Linked DNA regions of Zea mays: region 2 is linked to region 1. Evidence: chromatin contacts called from public Hi-C data. All regions are on one chromosome and are shown on one strand. The core of a region is the stretch at or near the end of the contact, and the rest is flanking DNA. Distances in the headings are between cores, read along the strand shown. Region 1 holds the start of LOC100280029. Region 2 holds the start of LOC103641695 (peptidyl-prolyl cis-trans isomerase FKBP53).

Region 1 (3,960 bases), core at 1,021-3,520:
CAGTGACAAGTGATCAAAGCCTCTCCAAGGACTATGGAGGATTTCATTGTCATATTTTCAGCACATGTCATTGCCTTATCTTGGACTTTTGATTCATGTGCTTGTATGCGATACTATATAATGTGCTAATGTGAACTATGAGTGGACTATAAATGTGTAAGCTATGAATGTGTAAACTATGAGTGGATGATAAATGTGTGAACTACGAATGTGTGAACTATGAATGGACTATAAATGTGTGGACTATGAATGTGCTAATGTGTTGTTTTATTTTGTTAAATGTCTAGATACAGTCTACATGATATTGTAGATAAACTAGCATTTTTCAAATTTGTACCGAAAAAATTTACTTATCGCCGATGGAAATCTGATGAACCTGATAATCCTGTTTATCACTGACCTCTAATATTTTCACCTATCGATAGAGTAAACCCTGGATTCAATGCACAACCAAGAAAGTTGTTTTGTCTTTTCTATGAGAACAAAGGTCATACTATGAAAAGTTGCCAAGTGGCTATACAAAAGCAGAATGAGCTTGTCGAAGCACGACAGAATCAGCCGAAAGAGGTCTTCCATACATATTTGTATCATTTTCCCTATATCCCAGAACATGTCCAACACCAACAGCCAAGGCTACAACCTTCGAGCTCTATTGCTTCGACAAGTCTACCACCAAGCCACTGTTCTCATCACAAAACACTTGACCGCTCACTCCACTCCTGATATTGGCATCGACCTCAATCACAACTAGAGACTTGGGACCTGCTTCATCTCTCAACTAGCTTGTATCCCCTAATATGAGCACCTACGTGCAAGATAATATAAGTCTCATCCCCTCGCTGGAAGTAGGGCCTTCTCTTGCCTGAACCACGATAAATCTCGTGTCTTTTTGCATTACACATCTGAATAGGGACACACATCACAAACTCACTTGTTGATTAGGACACTCGGGTCAAAGCACTGACAAGTACTATGTTTATTCTCACTACCTATGCATATATTACTTTATTCTATTACGATGCTGCTAGCTTTTTGGTTTGGGTCCATTTTGGAATTGTGTGTACTATGCATGTGTTTATCTAATGTTATATCATTCAAAGTATATCTACATCCGCCTTCATAATTCTAATAAGGATTATATTATATGTGGGCCTCGTTTAACCCATATATAGATTTTGTGTACAATATGCATGTGTTTATCTAATGTTACACCACTCAAAGCCTACATGCATTTGCCTCCATAATTCTAAGAAGGGTGGCCTTCGTAGGACATGAAAGACGACTCTAATATTGAGGCTATGACTAACCAAGATAAAAGGCGGTCAATAATGCATGGAACCTCCAATCATGCCTCCGCCTCGGATTTATTGCCCATAACTGATGAGGATCATAGATAGAGACCGTTGCACCAATCCCTACCGCTGACCTTGGAGTAACAATATATATTGTAGATTCACATAGAAATACAAATTTAGCACAACAACATAATAAGCAAGTTCTAAATCAACATCAGTTGATTCTTAGAGGTAATAACTGTTTACCTGTATTAACATTCATAAAGGTTTAGAACTTCTAATTATATATTGATTTTTCTATTTCTTCTTCTCATCATTAGTTTCCAATTTTTTTTCTATTGTTAGAAGGGAAATGAAACATTTTCCCCCTTAAAGAGAATGTATAATATATTGTCCCGTATCTACGATTAAGTCATAAATAAGTATTTAATTTCCACGCACGCTGGCACGTGCCATTAACTAGTTCTAAATTATGTTCAAACAATACATGCATCAGTACTAAAGAGGGGCATATATGTAAGGGTAGATTGGTCTTCTTCTTTAAGATGTAACACCATTAAGTAGTGTTAACGAAATAGGGGCAAATGGTACCTTTATTTTCAAAAAACAACGGCACTAGCACAAACCATAAAAAAGAGGGGTAAATCTACGGTGCTGTCACAAAGTAGGGTAGTCAACACAATTACCGCTATATATACACATCATTTTAAAAATAAAAAAATATTACTATATGACAGCAGCCTAAGCACAACATAACTCTCCTACCGGGTCAGTACAAACCCAATATAAATCGTGTTGCGCCGGACCACGATTTTTTGCAACACTATTAAATAAGCTATGTATTAGACGGGTCCACAAGATACAGGCACACAGCTCATTTGTCCATCAATATTTCGAATATCTGGTTGTTTGAAATAAGAAAAACGCAAGCCTAAAAGGATTAGGATCTCCTCGGTTCCCCGCGTGGCCGCGTATCAAGTACCCAAACCCTTTCGATCTGCTCAACTACCAAACTCTGCTCCTCCCTGCTTCCGTCACGCGAGAGCACTCCACTCCCACGCGAACCCTAGCAGTGGTTCTCCCTCGGGGCCCCGCTAAGCAGCTTGGTTCCAAGCTGTAGAAGCATCTCCGATCCCATCCGCGGCGGGTTGAGGCCATCAGCTCCGGTTTCTGCAGCCGGATTTGGGATCCGCGAGATGTCTTGGTCCGCGCCCGACGACATCCTCCTCTCCACCTCCCTCGCCGGCTTCTTGGACAGTGAGTTTATGAGATCGCCTTCTGAGCTTGTCTAGTTTCCTAGATGCTGATATTGGTCCGTAGGAGCCGATGCGCTTAGATTTGATTTTTAGGGGGGTCGTAGATCCCACTGGCCTAGTTTTCTGCTTGTGGAAGCCGTGACTCTAAGTCATTGTGCGAATTTCGTACCGACGATTGCCTTCTGTGAGTGGGTTCGGATCAAAAGCATGCACATTATTATGTGACTCTGCAAATCCTTGTAGCAGTTGTTAGTAGGAGAAGAGGGAAGGCTCTTACTGGTTACGCAGTTATCCATATTTAATACAACTCATTTGGTTTTGGCGAAAGATACTATTTTTCCTGTAACTCAGTCAAATTTTATCTTGTGACTGACTGACTTCCTTCAACTTTGTGAAAACTTTCATGGGTTTATCTGTTTATGCAGATAGATACATATTTTTGTGTGTGTGTGTACGGTTTGTGCCAATATCTGAATGCTACCATGTGTCTGTACTGAATGGGATTGTCTTATGTTTGTTGATGGAAATGAGGAAATCTTACCTGGAGTTGGTTGTGCCTCGTGGAATATGGAGGCAGAGTTCTGGTGCGTTCATACTAAGCGTTGTTAAAGGTTGTTAGGTCCCATGATCTGTTTGGTTCCAAATGTTTTTGGCAATTATTTGTGCAAACTTAATGCTATGTACATTGTACAGAATTATGGTTTATTGGACCCTCTCATGTGTGTTACATTTGTACCTGAAGCTTGCATTTGGAGCAATAGAGAATAGACTTGATTAAAAAAGGGCAAACCTTGTGTTGGAGGTTCCCACATGAGTGGGGTTTGGGGAAGGGATAAACCGAGGCAAGCCTTCCCTCCGTAAATACGGAGAGGCTGCTGCAAACCTGCGACCTGGTGACTCAGTGAGACAACTCTCACCCCTGCACCAGACCTGCCCTTCGGTTGGATAGACTTGATTATGAAATATTTAAATTCTGTGTTTGGACCAGCCTAATTGTAAGGCAACTTTGGTGTGTTCTTCAATCTCCAAGTGCATGAGCTCCCTCTGAATTAGTTGATGAATTTTATACCTCAATAGAAACCTAATTTAAATTGTCTGTCCTATGACTGTAGACCCTCAGCGATTTGGCAAGCTGATGACACTATGATTGATTGATATTTCTATTAATTTTGTAGTGTACATGAGACAATGAGAACACTAGCCAACCTGAGTTCTTTTGAATCAGTTTGTCTGTTAACGCCTCGATATATGTTTGGTTGAAATTGTTTCCATGTGATGGTACAAGCAATAGTTTTTCTGTTTTTTTAATGAGCGATGATATTATGATTGTTTGCCACTTTTGCAAGTGCATATGAAATAATGAGAAGAGAGGATAATATACGAAAGCATTGGGTAGCTGCAGTGCAAGG
Region 2 (3,960 bases), core at 671-3,170, 140 kb after region 1:
CAACGGTCGACTGCGCGATCCGCGCGAGACACGTGGCCGAGCCAACGGTCGGGAGGGGGCACCGAACTGTCCGGTGTGCACCGGACAGTGTCCGGTGCGCCAATGGCTCCAAGGCGCCAACGGTCGGCTTCGCCAAATAAGGAAAGAGATCCGCACCGGACAGTGTCCGGTGGTGCACCGGACTGTCCGGTGCGCCAGACGACAGAAGGCAAGAATTGCCTTCCCGGATTGCTCTCAACGGCTCCTAGCTGCCTTGGGGCTATAAAATGGACCCCTAGGCGCATGGAGGAGAAAACCAAGCATTCCCTGAGCACTCTTGATCACTCACACTCCATTCTTGCGCACTTGTTCAACATTCTAGTGATTTAAGCTCAGTTCTAGTGTGCTAGTTTTTTGAGCTTAAGTCTGGGTCTTGAGTGTGCGTATTTGCTGTGATCTTTGTGTCTTGTGTGAGTTGCTAATCCCTCCCTTACTCCGTGCTTCTTTGTGAACTTCAAGTGTAAGGGCGAGAGGCTCCAAGTTGTGGAGATTCCTCGCGAACGGGATAAAGAAAAGCAAGCAAAACACCGTGGTATTCAAATGGGTCTTTGGACCGCTTGAGAGGGGTTGATTGCAACCCTCGTCCGTTGGGACGCCACAACGTGGAGTAGGCAAGCGTTGGTCTTGGCCGAACCACGGGATAACCACCGTGCCATCTCTGTGATTGATCTCTTGTGGTTATTGTGTTTTGTTGAGACTCCTCTCTAGCCACTTGGCGATTATTGTGCTAACGCTTAACCAAATTTTTTGTGGCTTAAGTTTCAAGTTACATAGGATCACCTATTCACCCCTCTCTAGGTGCTCTCATCAACGACCTCCACAGCCGGACGGTGCACCAGGAGAACGCCCTGTCGGACCGACTCGCCACCCTGCAGGAAGACATCACCGACCGCCCGCTCTTGCCCATCGTGCGGCAGCGCGAGCTCGCCACCGCGGCACGACTGGGAGCTGCTGCGAGCGGAAGCTGCGACGGCGCGGCACGGCTGTGGCTCAGGGCGGCCCGACTAGGAGAACCAGAGCCGGTATTGTCGAGGTCTATGGTAACCAGCATTGTACATTTGTACTTAAGCACAATAATCCTCCTAGCTAGCAATCAGCCTCTTTGTCGTCGTCTCTGATGCTCCGGCTTTGAAAGGTCCATCTCTACTCATCTAATGTGCATCCATCCTCTTTGTATAATTTAGTTTAATTGTATTTTTGGTGCATTGCAGTCGTTGAGGAACCAGAGGCGGCAGTTCTAGCCGGTTTAAAGCTCCTCGGGCTCTTGGTCGAAGTCAGGGTCACGACTACAGAGGAGGAGCGTCAGCTTGAGGACCACAATGAGGCGCAGGATACTAGGTACTTTCTGGGGTTTGGTGACACCCATGAAGATTCTATTGAGGTTGATAGTGTTGCCGGCTCTCAAATTGGCACCGGCACCGAATCCACAAGCCCGCCAGCGCAGTCCCTAATCCTGATTAGGCTGCTGATCCTGATGCTAGTGGTAGCAACATGAAGAAAAGGTCCAAGTGCTGGAATGACTTTGATAAATTGACTCAATAGTATGTTGTTCATGTTCCTAAATGACATCACGATAACTCATGCACAAGAACGAGAATCCTACGCTTTTCATTTTCCCCTAAAATTAATCAAAAGAGACCTAAATTGATCACGGATAGATGTGCAACCATACAGACAGAAACTTTCCACTTTTCCAGTTCGGAACTGATCAAATTTTCACGCAGTTGCGTGTACACAAAACGAGCTTTGTAGAGTGGCGAAGCATTTATCGTCCAAAACGGGCCTTAACGTGCCAACCGGCCCAATTCAAAGTGCTCAGGCATACACTGAAACAAAAGGTATAGTAGACGTTACAAGAGCCTCACACTTCACACCCCCCCATTCCCCACTTGCCTCCGCCGGCGCATCCCTAAACCCCAGTTTAGGGTTTCTCGCGCGGCGCTACGCTCCGCTCCCTCCTCCGCTCCCCGCCCGATCGCCTCTTCCTCTACCTCCTCGAAGCTTCGACTGTTCCACACCCCCACCCATATCAACCCCTTTCCCCTTTAGCTCCTTCCCACTGATACGCTCGCCGCGTGAAGCATTCGTTAGCCGAGCCGCCGCAACCATGTCGTCGTTCTGGGGTAAGAATCGTTTCCGGGGCTACCGATGTTGCTGCCAATTTCCATTGTGCTTGATTCTGTTGGTCCGACCGGACTATTGCGTGATTCGCAGGTGTGGAAGTGAAGCCCGGGAAGCCCTACACTCTCACCCATGGCGACTTCGCCGGCCGCCTGCGCCTCACCCAGGTCCGCTTCTCCTCAATGTCTCCTCTTACAATTTGATGGCCAACGGGTTTATCACGTCGTATTTAGGAGGCTTACAGTTGTATCTTATATCTAGTGTTGTGGTTGTGGGAAATGTGATTTTCTTTGGATTGGCAAATGGCAACGCAGGCGACGCTAGGGGTTGAGGTCGGCAAGGGGGAGAAGGCTACCGGCGTGAAGAGGTGTGTGCTACAGTGCAGTGCCGAGAACAGAGATCCCGTTTTTCTTTGCGTCCTCATGCCGGAGCAGTCGGAGACATGCCACCTGGAGCTAGAATTTGAGGAGGAAGTCACCTTCTCAGTGATTGGGCCAAGGAGCATCCACCTCGCTGGATACTACATGACGTATCCTTTGCTGTCTTAGCATCAATTTATTATCTATCTCCGTTGTAGATTGATTATTGGAAGGCATCAGACGCTTACCTTTCTTTGTAGTAGATTGCTGCAGGATTTCTTTGTTCTTGGGGACTCTGCTTTTCCTTAAATATTTTTCTCAGTGATGTGTGTGGGGAAGATAGGGGTGACAGTGATTCTGGGAGCGATTCACTTCAAAGTTCAGATGAGGATGGTTTCTTGGAGGAGGACGATGATGGTAACATGGTAATGATCCACAAGACGATGACAGACAGTACACAAATTTTATCCTCTTGCACAATTCATGTTAGTATCTACTGACAGGTTATGGGATATTCAGACAGTGAAGATGATGATTCAGAGTCTGATGATGAAGAGATGGCATACAATCAGGGTAGGGGCAAAAGTTCAGGTAAGGCACTACCACTACATATTCTTCCATTGCCCATTTGCCTTGTCAATTGTCATATGACCTGTGAAACAATGCACATAGGATATCTCTGTGAATGTCAATTGTATTTTGTGATGCCTCCCTGGTCATTATTCTGAACCGTAGAACTTGGTCTATCTCTACTCGTGTTTTTTCACCTTTCATAGGATCACTGCCATTGGTTAATTGTTAGGTGTGCTATTTCCCTTTTTTGTATCACCGCTGTTAATGTAAGGTTATAGGTTGAAAGTTACAAAGCAGAACAGTGAACCACAGTCCACAGCTATGATATGGGAATTGTACTTGCATATGCCCTTGAATAATTGACGAGAGTAAATGTAATATTGATTTTAAGTTTGGTTAAGGGTGTGTAGCAAATAGCTTTATGAATAACTGATGAAAATAAATGTAGTATTGATTTGAAGTTTGTATATAAAACATATCAATGGAAGATGGCTGTTGTGAATTATTAATTGTCAGCGTGGAACTTCTTATGAAGCTTATTTCATGTGTCATGAACCTTCTTTTAATACACTCTAAAATGTTACAGGACTTATGCATGCTGTTATTGCAGGACGTTTTAGTTATTCTATACCTTTTCACGTTTAGTTGGTTCGAGCACGTCCCATTGGCATTGAAGTTATCTCGTCACATTAAAGAAATACTTCATTACCATGCATTCATTTAGTTTGAATTTCACTTCTCATTGGCATCAAAATTACCCCAAAGTCATACACCTTAGGTGCTGGCCAACATATTTTTAATGGATTTTCTTACTCATAATGAATTTTGCAGTTGTTATTGAGGAAATTGAAGAGGATGACAAGGCTGC

What was found. A called contact is a pair of places that touch in the nucleus more often than the background predicts.
Region 2: a contact with region 1 is called in a Hi-C map of leaf, with 7 times the contacts expected there. The contact joins the promoter of LOC103641695 here to the promoter of LOC100280029 in region 1. A contact is called at or near these places in 3 of 25 Hi-C or Micro-C datasets (ear, leaf and tassel).

Annotation. Positions count from the first base shown.
Region 1 is chr10:122,587,276-122,591,235 of Zm-B73-REFERENCE-NAM-5.0, forward strand. LOC100280029 reads left to right here and starts at 2,271. Exons shown (of 5, transcript NM_001152973.1): 1 at 2,271-3,135. The coding sequence starts at 2,955.
Region 2 is chr10:122,728,296-122,732,255 of Zm-B73-REFERENCE-NAM-5.0, forward strand. LOC103641695 (peptidyl-prolyl cis-trans isomerase FKBP53) reads left to right here and starts at 1,921. Exons shown (of 12, transcript NM_001346763.1): 1 at 1,921-2,162; 2 at 2,254-2,327; 3 at 2,475-2,689; 4 at 2,842-2,944; 5 at 3,023-3,110; 6 at 3,924-3,960. The coding sequence starts at 2,147.